Linked DNA regions of Mus musculus: all the other regions are linked to region 2. The links are chromatin contacts, called in public Hi-C and promoter capture Hi-C maps. All regions are on one chromosome and are shown on one strand. Each heading gives the region's core, a stretch centred on a gene start, on an enhancer-like site or on the middle of the called end of the contact. The rest is flanking DNA. Distances are from core to core; before and after follow the strand shown.

Region 1 (2,700 bases), core at 13-2,512, 3.4 Mb before region 2:
GTTGTCACACCCTCCAGGGATTCTATTTAGCAACTAGCTAGGCAATGCCCTGTTCCCCACACACTGCTTCATACAGCTCTCTCTCTCTCGAGCGCGCGCGTGCGTGCGTGCATGTGTGTGTGTGTGTGTGTGTGTGTGTGTGTGTGTGTGTGTGTGTGTGCGTGCGTGTGCGTGTGTGTCCAGGATGATCCTCCCCCACTGAAGCTTCAACCTTCAGCAGCCCTGGCATTCAGAATCTCCATGCTACCCAGCTAGAGAGAGCCAGGACATCCCCACCTTAACCTCATCCCGATGAGGAAACAGAGGCACCCACCTAATGAGAACAACCAGGAAGTTTAGAACACTGTGACTATTAAACCAAGGCCAGGAGATGTATAGGAGGCAGGAGGATGGCAGGGGAAAGACCTCCTTACCAAGCTGCTGGACCCTTTTGAAGGGCTGGGCTGTGGGGCTCCAAAGCAAGTTTGGATCCGTGGCAGGGCATAGACCTGTTCACAGGAGTGGCCTTTGGCCTGCGGCAAGTGGAGATACCCATGACGGATGTCCCCGGACTGTCCCTTGGCTCACCCAAAGAGCCTGGGAGGAACTAACAAGGGGCCAGGCTATTACTGACTCTCATCTTGTCCTACTGTAGCTCTAAGCTGGCTTCCTGGCCCCCACTTTGTCCCTGCCCTTATTTGGGTAGGAGGGTGTCATCTCCTGGCCTGTTCCTCACTTCCGAACATCTCGAGACCCTCAGTAACCCAAGCACTAACTGGCCTTGAGATGAGCCCACCCCGGGGGACAGAGAGGGACCAACACGGGTCCAAGTTCACCAAGGGAACCAAATTGGATCTGGAACTGGAAACTAGCATCTTGGGGTCCACTCTTTCGTGGGGGCCGGACTCCCAGAACTGGACAGGAGTGGCAGCAGCTGCGTAGCTGTGATTTCCTGGCTGGGCTGGGCTGCCTGCCAGGGTTGTCCAGAGTCTATGACTGGCCCATCCAGAGGGAAGGCGGCCTTCCCTCTGGCCCTCCTCCTGGCTCAGCTCCTTACCTCACTAGTACTACACCACCATCCTGCCGGCCTGGGCTCAGGGGAGCTGCCCACAAGGTCTTTGTTTCAAACCTGGGGAGCCCCCTGCCTCCACAGCAGCCTGGAACGCCTCCAGACTGCTCTGCCAGCCAGAACGGCCTCAGCTCACAGACAAGCATCCCTCCCCACTTCTCCCCGCCCCTGCAGCTGAGGCCTTGCCTTGCCTCCTCCTCCTTGCAGGAAGCGCCCAGCCTGATTTCCTACAAGTGTTTGTGAAAAGGAGGGGGGGTTACTCTGCGGAGCTGGCGCCAAGAGCTTAACCCTTTGCTGGGCAAGTGTGGGGCTGCATTGATGGGAAGAGAACTTCTGAGGCCTTGAGTTTGAGACCACCTCAGTTGCAACCACAACCGTGCTTGTACGAGCAGGAAGTCCAGAGAAGGCTTGGCTAAAGTCACATTGCATGCCGGTCCCAGGAAGAGGAGCCTGCAGTTCCTCCACTCCCACCCCAAAATTGGTCTCTTCCATCACCGAAGACTTTATCAAAGCCTCTCCCACTGTGTAGGTCTCATTGCCCATCCTCACAGGAGGGAAAGGGGAACCTCAGCCTTGGCGCTTGCTCCTGTCTGTCCAGCTTTAACTTCGTCTACTAACACAAGTCTCATCATCTCAGGGCAGACTTAGGGATTTCTGCCCTTCCACTTACTGTCCATGCCTAGAGATAAGATGAGCCTGCACTGGAATTGTCTAGGTAAGAAGGAAGAACTAGAGGATCAGGTGAACATCTCCTCTTGTAGCTTCTCCCTCAGAGGCCCCAGAGATGAAGGAACAGAATTATCTTCATGGCCAACCTGTGGCTCCTCAGGTCCCTTCACCTCTGTGAGAGGTGTAGCCATCTGAAGAAGCAGGGTGGGACACAGACACATCACACCTGGCCCTTCACTCTATAGTGAAGTGTGTAAGATGTCAGGTGTGCCTGAGGCAGAGTATGAGACAGGCTGGTGACCAACGTCTCCTGCTGCTTTGGTATCTCTGAGGCTGAGGACTCGCAGATCCTAGGGAAACACCCGAGGTTTCAGGTCTCAGATGCTGGACCTGCCCTGGCTGAAGACAGGGGCCTGAGAGTAACAAGCTGAGTGGGGGTGAGGCAGGACTATCAGGAAGGTCTGGGTGGGGAGGCCACAGTCACACAAGCGGCCGGAAGGACAGAGAGGCAGAAGCAAGCCGCAAGCATGACTGATGAGAATGTTCTAGAAAGGCAGCTGCAGAGACCTGAGAGAAGCAGGAGGCCCTTGAAGACAACAGGATATGATGTGAGAGGACTCAGGGGCCGGGGCAGGAGGTACAGAATCTGACCTTCAGGATCCAGGCTGACGGGGCAGGCAGGAGGAGGCAGGAGCCAGGTAGAAGGAAGATGCTGCAGGAGCCCTAAGTCCGCTCCTGGCTCTCTACTCTGCCCCTGCTGACCCAGAGAGTCAGGAAACAGAAGAGACATGAGGTCAACCCTCTGCCATCCAGAAAGCCCTGGGGGGGGAGGGGGGACCTCAAGGGAGCAGCCAGGCTGGGGACCACCCAAGAGTGATGGAGAGAATCTTAGAGTCCATAGGCCAGGGAGTTCAATGCCAGCATGCCAGCCTCACCTCCTGCTGGCACTGTGACCTCAGTGGCTAGAGCCATGGTTTTCCTTT
Region 2 (2,700 bases), core at 28-2,527:
CCACATGCCAGCAGTCCACAGATGATCCAAGCAGAATCACATAGCCTTCTAAGTGTATGTATTCTAAATATTAGTATTTAGATATGTCAAATAATGTAAATATGTAAAGAAGGAGGGAGGTAAAAACTGTTCTCAGGTTTACAGGGCTGAAAATGAGGCTCAGGAAATAAAATCATTTGGACAAGGTGATCTGGTGTTTAGTCATCTGACCTGACCTTTACTTCAGCAACTTCTGATTCCCTTCACTACTTCTTCACTAGCAGTGTCACATGTAGAATTATGTACTGTTCCCTAAAATTCATAGGCTGTGCCTGTTTCTGTGACTGCAATTTAAAAATTCATCTCCCAGTGCCATGTCCTATGACTTGAATTTAATGAGATAATTAAAGTAAACTAATGTCTTATGGGTCTGCCTTAATACAATATAACTGATTATTTTAAAAAAAGAGGTCAGGGGCCAGGGAGATATCTCAGTTGATAAAATGTTTCAAATTCATGAAGACCTGCAGATCCTCAGTAACAGCATTTAAAAAAATGAAATAAATAAACAAATAAAAAGCAAACATCGTAAAAAAACAACATCACAAACAACAAAAACCCGAATGCTGATATCTATAATTCCAGCACTGGGAAAAGGCTAGCTACAGGTGGGAGATCTCAAAACTTAACTGATCAGTCAGTATAGCCAAGGAATCAGTACCAGGTTCAGTTAGAGACCTCGGCTCCAAAACAATGGTGGAGCCTCTTGAGTTTCTCCCACAGCTCACGAGCCTGCTCCTATCTTTCCTGAACGTTCTCCTTTTAATAATAAACACTATGATCCTGTTTCCAATAATAAATAGTAATTAATAATAAAAGAAGATTGAGAACTGAGAACTGCAGAAGGCACTCAATAGTGAACTCTGGCTTTTACACACACACACACACACACACACACACACACACACACACACACACACACACACACACACGAAATATACATCCCCCCCGTGAACGAATGAACACGTACACACATAGGTAAAAGAAAGCATCATGACACAAGACACGGCAACTGATGATATCTTCATCCTGGGTTTTAATCTCTAGCATTGTGAGAAAATATGTTCCTCTAGTCTGAAACATCCAGTCCCTAATACTGTGCTCTGGGAGACTTGGGAGTCTAACTGAAGCAGTAAGCATCCTCTGTTGAAAATAAAGAAGGAATGAGGATGTTGCTCCACGCCAGTTCCCTGCCTTCACCAAGCCCAGAGGTCAGATGACTTCCTGGGATGAAAGCCAGCTTCCTCTTGCTGTTCCTCCAGTCGGTCAGCAAACGCCTTCTTCCTGTTCTAGTCTTCAGTCTTCTAACTTCCCTCCTGCGACGGGGCAGATCGATTCTAGAACAAAACCAAAAGTGAGAATGCTAAGGTTGGCACTCTCACTTCCTCTTTGAATATAGTACTTGCAGAGGGGCACCCACTGGGAGGGAAGAGGCAGGTGTCCCAGGGACTCTGCGCTGCCACCAGTTACAGATCGTCATGTTCTCTCATGGCCTCCACTGGTTGCAGAAAATGCCAGGATGATGCCTCCCTGGCTCCTGGCTAGGACTCTGATCATGGCACTGTTCTTCTCCTGCCTGACACCAGGAAGCTTGAATCCCTGCATAGAGGTATGTGTCTTGATCGCATGTGATCACACCCTTTCCTGCTAGCCTGCCTTGTTTCTCAAAACTATCCACAGCTCAGAGCTCCCTGTGTGTGCTCTGCTTAGTTTATTTTGCACGAAGGAGTTAAACTAACCAAAAACTTGAGAAGCCTTGGCAACAAAAAGCCTCAGTGTTAACACAGGGCAGGAACAGGCAGCCAGGGGTGTCTTGTTTCATTTAAGGCGTCTGAGTCATGATTTAGGGACTTGAAATTAGTAAAACTAGTTTATAGTCATTGTTCTGTGACATACCTGAGAGTCGTTAAAGAACTTACTGAACGTCTCTGAGGCCAGTATTCACGGGACGAAAGCATGACTGTAATCACTGAAAAATGTAAGTAGGCTGTAATTTCAGGGCTTTCTGTGGGAACTCTGGCCACTCAGCTTTTAGCGGTCATTCCTTCCCTTTCCAAATCAAGTGAAGGTAGCTGTGTCTTTTCTGCTGCTTTCGAAGCATCTTTGAGATGCTTTGAGTGGTAGCTCAGCAGGTAAGGTCAGTGGCTGCCAAGCCTGATGAAAATCTGAGTTCAAGCCTCAAGCCTCACAAGTTAGAGGCAGGGAATCTCCTCCTTTAAGATGTCTTCTCACTTGCAAGTGTCTGCCTTGGCAGGTGTGTATATGCATGAGCACACACACAAATGAATAAAGGGAACAATTGTCTTAAATGAAAGAATTTCTATTAAAAAATAAAACAACAAAACACACAAAAACACAAAGACTTTTCTAAGTGATTTTAGTATTCTGCAACTAATTCTAGGAGATAAAGAAATGGGAGGGGTGAGGGAAGGAGAGGGACAGAGCAACTTAAAACATCAATTAGTTACTGCTAAGGCAGTAACTCCCGTTTTGGTCGAATACTGAGTCGTGAGTAATCTGACCCATGACTCATTCTTGTTTTCCTCCTGCACAGACCACGCAATTATCTTAGAAGCTCACAATAGAACTGAGCAAACAAGGAAGGAATTCGGGGTGAGGTAGGCTCAGAAGCTCAAAACTGGTTCAATGAGTTAAGATACA
Region 3 (2,700 bases), core at 133-2,632, 3.7 Mb after region 2:
AGAGCTGCATTTCCTATTGTGAGTTCAAACAGAAATTGGCATGTCAGCATCAGCAGTAATGAACATCCTACTTTAAAAAGGGGCAAAGATGGGCATCCCTGCTCAAATGGCATTTGCTCAATTACTGACCTTGGAACTGAGACAGAATGAAGTGGTGCAAGGAAGGGATTTAACCTAATTTATAAACTTGCTCAACCTAGATACACACCTGTCCCAAATGACCTATAAAATCTACTTATTTGCAGAGAAAACACGGACTACAATGCCGTTTCTGTTTGTAAGCAAACTACATTGTTCATCTGGGGGAATCCCGTAAAGGTTTTTACCTGCGCATTGATAAAGCACCATCCTAGCTTTCAAACTTTCCCCCAAATATCCCAGGTAGGGTGGCCTTCTGGGCGGATCCAATACAAAAGTTTGTGTCCATTCTGGGACTCTGACAAAGGCCAGAAAACCCTGTTTTAGGAAGAGACCCTAAGCCTTCCATATAGCAGCAGCTCCCTCTGGATGGAGCATGGCACCAGGTTGGGGGACAAAAGACTTTCTAGATTTGGAGGGATTGGGGGTTTACTTTAACTGGAGCTCGGATCTTCCCTTGGGAAGCTCTTGGGCAAGAAGCGGCCAGGGTGACGAGGCCGGTGTGTAAATAGGCAGTGCCTGGGGGAAGGTCCAGAGGACTCACCTGGGGGAGGAGAAGTAGGGGCTTCGGTGACAGGTGCGGTGGGCGGGACTCCGCTACTGTTGCTGCTTCTGTCCGGGGACTCGGCAGTTGGGGTCCCTGGAGTGCTGGAAGCCTGAGCGGTGGTGACTACAGAGGTGGTCGGCGGCTGGCCAACTGTGCTCGCAAGGGTGGTGGGCGCGGGTCTGGAGGGTGGTGATTCCGTGGTGGGAGTGTGTCCGTCCTCCGAAGGGGTGGCGGGCGAGAGGTCCAGAGCCGGGAAGGGGGTGGCAGCGGGTTGTGCGCTGGTGCGAAGAGGAGGAATGATCTCCGGGGAGCCGGCTGACGGGGTTGTAGCCCCGGTTTTGCGGACTGTGGTGCGCGGGGGACCGGTCCGCGGGGCCTGCGCGGTGGGAGCCGCGGTCTTAGGGAAGGGGCTGCTGGCTTGGTCCCGAAGCCCCGGGCTGGGCGACGGGACCACCTGCCCCTCGGCCCCGCCGCCACCGGTGACATTCCCTGCCGAGGCTGTGGAAGCGGCTGCGGCGGCCGCGCAGCACAACAGGGCGAGGCCGCCCAGGCTCGGCAGGCTCCTCATGGCGCGCTCGGCTCCGCCATTCATTCATTCATCCAGTCGATCGGTCAGTCATCTTCTCCTCCCTGCCGTCCGACCAAGGAAAGCGTTGCCGCCGCTGCCGCCACCAAGAGCACCATCGCCACCTCCCTCTGACAGGCGGCCGGCCCCGCGGGCGGGCCTCAACGCGGAGGGAGCGACTGGGCGGAGCGCGCACTGCCCGCCCTCCTCGATAGGCAGCGAAGCCTGGCCAATCGGAAGCCGCGTTGGCCCACGTGATCCGCCCGCTCCCCGGCCTCTTTGTAACGGCGCAGACCAATCAGAGGACTCCAAGGGAAGAGGGCGGGACGTCGGGAGGCGCGAGAGGTGTTGGAGCCGGCTGGGTTCGCTGCGGCTCCGGCTTTGTCTACCCACAGAGCGGGGCGCGGGCCTTGGGCATCCAACGCCGCCGAGCAGACAAAGGACGCGGCCCGCGCGGCAGATTCCAGGCCAAATCATCTGTTCCACTGGGCTGCGAGCTGGACCCGGGGCGGGGAGTCCCCTGTGGACAGCGTCTCCACCCTTCTGAACAATGGGGGCGCCGGAACCGCACCCGGACTCGGGCGGGGGCTGGGTTACATCCCCGCGACGGGCGAGGGTGGTGGCAGCTAATATATTAGATGGAGCTCGGCTCTCACTCTGTTGCTCAAGACAGCCGGCCTTGGCCCTGCGGTATCAACACTGTCAACCCCATTTCAGAGATGGGGAAATTAAAGCTCTTGCTGATGGCTTCAGCAAGCCAACTTCTGTGCCCCCACTAAGCACCTGCTGATGGCATGGGCCTGCACTAAGCCAGATGGGACGGCCTGGAGCCCCATCCTGAGCACAAGAGGGTGTGGAGGAGACAAACTGGCATGCACAGTTTATGCTCAGAACCTCGGAAAGAATAGAATATGACCAGGTTGAATTTCAGCTCCTTGTCTCTCTTGCTGAGTGGTTTTGTGGCTCAAGCAGTTTTCTTAACCACGTAAATGGTGAGATGAGAGGGCACACCCCATCCCCCTCACAGAGTTGTGAAAATGAAATCATGTACTTGAAGGGTTTAACCCAATGCTTGGCCCACGGTTGTAAACCGTCATTAATGCTAACCACTTGGGGTTGCACTATGTCAGGACAAGCCTAAGGTTGGAAAGCAGCCCGCATTGCCTCTGAGTCCCCAGAGATTCCTGCCTGTTGCCTGCATTGGGGTTGGGCTGATAACAGAGCTTGACCCTGGATGACATTAAACTCTGGAGGAAGTTGGAAATCAGGCAGGCAAACTTGCACCATCACCCAGGATCCAGCGCTGCGGGACATGGTAGCCTCAGCTGAGCAACTTTTAGGTGCAATCTGGCAGGACAAGTTTGTCATCTGATGGCTTAATTCCATCCCAACAGCCTCACTGTAAACCCAGTCGTGGCCTCTCCTAGGATGCTTGCCTTTGTGCATGATT
Region 4 (2,700 bases), core at 103-2,602, 3.6 Mb after region 2:
CAACCACGTTAGGACAGAGACAGGTCAGGGGAGCTAGAGAGCCCAGTACAGAGAGCCCAGACAAGGGTGGGACCGTCAGTGTGGATCTCCTAGCAGTGGAACCTGGATGTAAATAAGGGACACAGCAGAAACAGCAGGTACCCAAGCCTGAGAACAAGGAACAACTCAGTAAGATCGTTCCTGACCGAGCTTGGCAGTCAGGCACAGGGTAGAGGGCTTGGAGAAGAGACAGGGTTGGGAAGGGGTGGGGTGGGGGGTGGGGAGGCTAGAGAGGCAGATGCAGCCAATTATAGAGAAACTTGGAAGCCACAGTAGAGAACTTCATCCTGAAGATGACAAGGCACCTGGAGGGCCTAGGGCAGATTAAGAGATGAATGAGCAGGTATGAATGCAGCATCTGTCCAGTCAAGGCTGAGAGAGAAAGGAGGAGAGCATTAGCAGATCTCCTAGTTTAGTTCTCATGCCATCCGCCCGCTCTAAATGCCCCAAATAATCCAATTTCTGGTCCCAGGGGATCTGAAGAGAAGCCACAACTTGTAATAGTGGTAGTCATCATCCTTTTCACCACGGTTGAATGTCAGCCAATACAACTGCTGGGTAGCCATTGCTTCTTTTCATTCTCATCCCGTTTTTGGTGAGTGCACATCGGCGTTAGTACACTTTTCAGTGGGGAAGTCAACTTACCAAGGTCACCTACGTGGTCAGGGTATAGGCCGTTTTTTTAATTAAATTTTGTCCATCTCTAGCCAAGGCTCCACAGAACTTTGTCCCGTGACCCCATAAACAAAGTCTAAAATAACAACTACACTCCCCATAATGAATGCAAAGCCCCAAACAAGAATCAACCACCTAAGTGCTCTGATGTCCAGTTCCAGCCACCCCCTACTAATTAGACCCATCTCCTCACACTCTTTCAAAAAGCCCCCCTGCCTAGCCTACACATCGTCCTCAAAGTACTCCAGAACACACAACACACAGTCCAATGTAGTGCTGGCTGGACACCCAGGTCCCACCACACTCGGGGCGCAGCCGAGACCATCCCCAAGCAAACCGAAGGCCTCCAGGGAGTGAGTCGCCATCAACGGGAACCCCAACCCAGGTACCACGAATCCCAAAGCCAGGGCCACACCTGCAACCGCTGAGGGTCCCAGGCAGGGCGCCTTCCTCTTCCATCCCCGAGTCCATCGTGAACGCAGAGTGGTGGCGCCGGTGTCGGCGGCGGCAGCGCCACTGGTTCCCCGGCAGTCGCGGCGCGCTCGGTTCCCCAGGTCCCGCCCCCTCCAACCCAGCTCTTGTTCTCAGTCAAGCGGCGCCGCTGGAATTCAAACCGCAGCCGCCGCCATCTTTCCCGGCGCTTCTTCCTACGGAAACAAGGCGGGGTCACCCAGGCACGCGCGGTGAAGCCGCCCTGCAACGACCCGAAACCGGGCAAGAAGAGCTTTGCCTGGACGCCATCTTAACTCAGGGCAGAACCTGCGCACTCCAGCGTGCAACACTAGGAGAAAAGAAGCGGTAGCCATGTTTCGTGGGTGAGGGCATTCGGGCCGAAGCCAAGGCGAGCGCCATATTTGTTGAGGGTAAAAGTCCGCCGGGATCAGTTAATTTAAGCGGGAGGTGGAACAGCTCAGAGTATCAATCTGTTTGGTGTTCCAGACTCATGACTCCAAAATCGCTCCTTAGGCTCTTTCTACCCAAAAGGCTCTGCCTTAAGTTGAGACTCAGATAATTGAGTTCTGCTTCGATTTAGAAAAATACCACCTGTGGAGCGCTATTACAAACGGTAGTTTACAGGGTTAGTTTCAAGCGGCATGCCTATAAAGGGGTCACCCATACTTCATGTGCATTTTGTTACTATTAGGACTCATGCACCAGCAATCAGTAAACAGAGACTCAGAGAGAAGAAATTACTTGCCCAAAGTAATAAACAAGTTTACTATCCACTAAAACCAGATCCTTAGCTCCTCGTATCAACATCTCAGCACTCTGGAACCATGTTTTAACCTTCTTGGCCAGTGAATGTATTCTAAGAAGAGACATTTCTCCCCTCCCAAACAAAGGTCCAGATTAAATTGGAATTTCAGCTTTTCCTGCCTTGAAACTCCTCCCACTCTCAGGAGTTTTTGTCACTTTTCTTTAATAAATCTACCCAGGAATAAGGAAGGGGAGGGGAGGGTTGGGGAAGACTGGAGAGGAGAAGGCTTGGATGTGGAACAGTGGTCCCTGGCAGTAAACCTGTTCTGTCACATCCCTTTGACTGGACAATCTGCAAGTTATTTTTTGTAAGAATAACCTGAGATAACTTTAGGAATTCTTTCAATAATAATTCTCATGTCCCTACAACCCTAAACACTCTTTCTTTGCAAACTGGCAATAAACAGAGATATGATTTGAGCCCAGGTCCTTCTAAACCCCAACGCCCTAAATGGTGCACACAGGCTATATTCCACAAGTATTCTGTTCTTTTTCCAACTTAGAACTTAAAGTTCAGACATGCGATCTATAATTGCTTGGGAGGAGGACCACTGAATAACCCCCATCCATACTCATACACACAACCCTAATTAAACTCAGTGAGGAGGAAAAGAACATGAAAGTAGGAGAGGGGGGAGGGAGAGGGAAAGTGGGGAGGTGGAGGGAGAGGGAGAGCAGGCAGTGGGAAAGAACAAAGGAGTCAGCATGCATGGATGGGGACAAGAGTGT

The links. Promoter capture Hi-C pulls out the DNA fragments that hold promoters and counts their contacts. A called contact is a pair of places that touch in the nucleus more often than the background predicts.
Region 1: a contact with region 2 is called in a Hi-C map of B cells, with 5 read pairs. The contact joins the promoter of Akna here to the promoter of Tlr4 in region 2. A contact is called at or near these places in 1 of 39 promoter capture datasets (liver) and 1 of 484 Hi-C or Micro-C datasets (B cells).
Region 3: a promoter capture Hi-C map of pre-B cells shows a contact between it and region 2. The contact joins the promoter of Megf9 here to the promoter of Tlr4 in region 2. A contact is called at or near these places in 1 of 39 promoter capture datasets (pre-B cells) and 1 of 484 Hi-C or Micro-C datasets (pro-B cells).
Region 4: a promoter capture Hi-C map of pre-B cells shows a contact between it and region 2, with 3 times the contacts expected there. The contact joins the promoter of Cdk5rap2 here to the promoter of Tlr4 in region 2. A contact is called at or near these places in 1 of 39 promoter capture datasets (pre-B cells) and 3 of 484 Hi-C or Micro-C datasets (B cells, LSK cells and hematopoietic stem and progenitor cells).

What each region holds. Positions count from the first base shown.
Region 1 is chr4:63,402,183-63,404,882 of GRCm38.p6, forward strand. It overlaps Akna (AT-hook transcription factor), which reads right to left and starts at 1,263. Exons shown (of 22, transcript NM_001045514.3): 1 at 1,037-1,263.
Region 2 is chr4:66,826,274-66,828,973 of GRCm38.p6, forward strand. It overlaps Tlr4 (toll-like receptor 4), which reads left to right and starts at 1,278. Exons shown (of 3, transcript NM_021297.3): 1 at 1,278-1,648. The coding sequence starts at 1,559.
Region 3 is chr4:70,533,546-70,536,245 of GRCm38.p6, forward strand. Megf9 (multiple EGF-like-domains 9) reads right to left here and starts at 1,383. Exons shown (of 6, transcript NM_172694.2): 1 at 683-1,383. The coding sequence starts at 1,277.
Region 4 is chr4:70,409,083-70,411,782 of GRCm38.p6, forward strand. It overlaps Cdk5rap2 (CDK5 regulatory subunit associated protein 2), which reads right to left and starts at 1,353. Exons shown (of 37, transcript NM_145990.4): 1 at 1,130-1,353. The coding sequence starts at 1,185.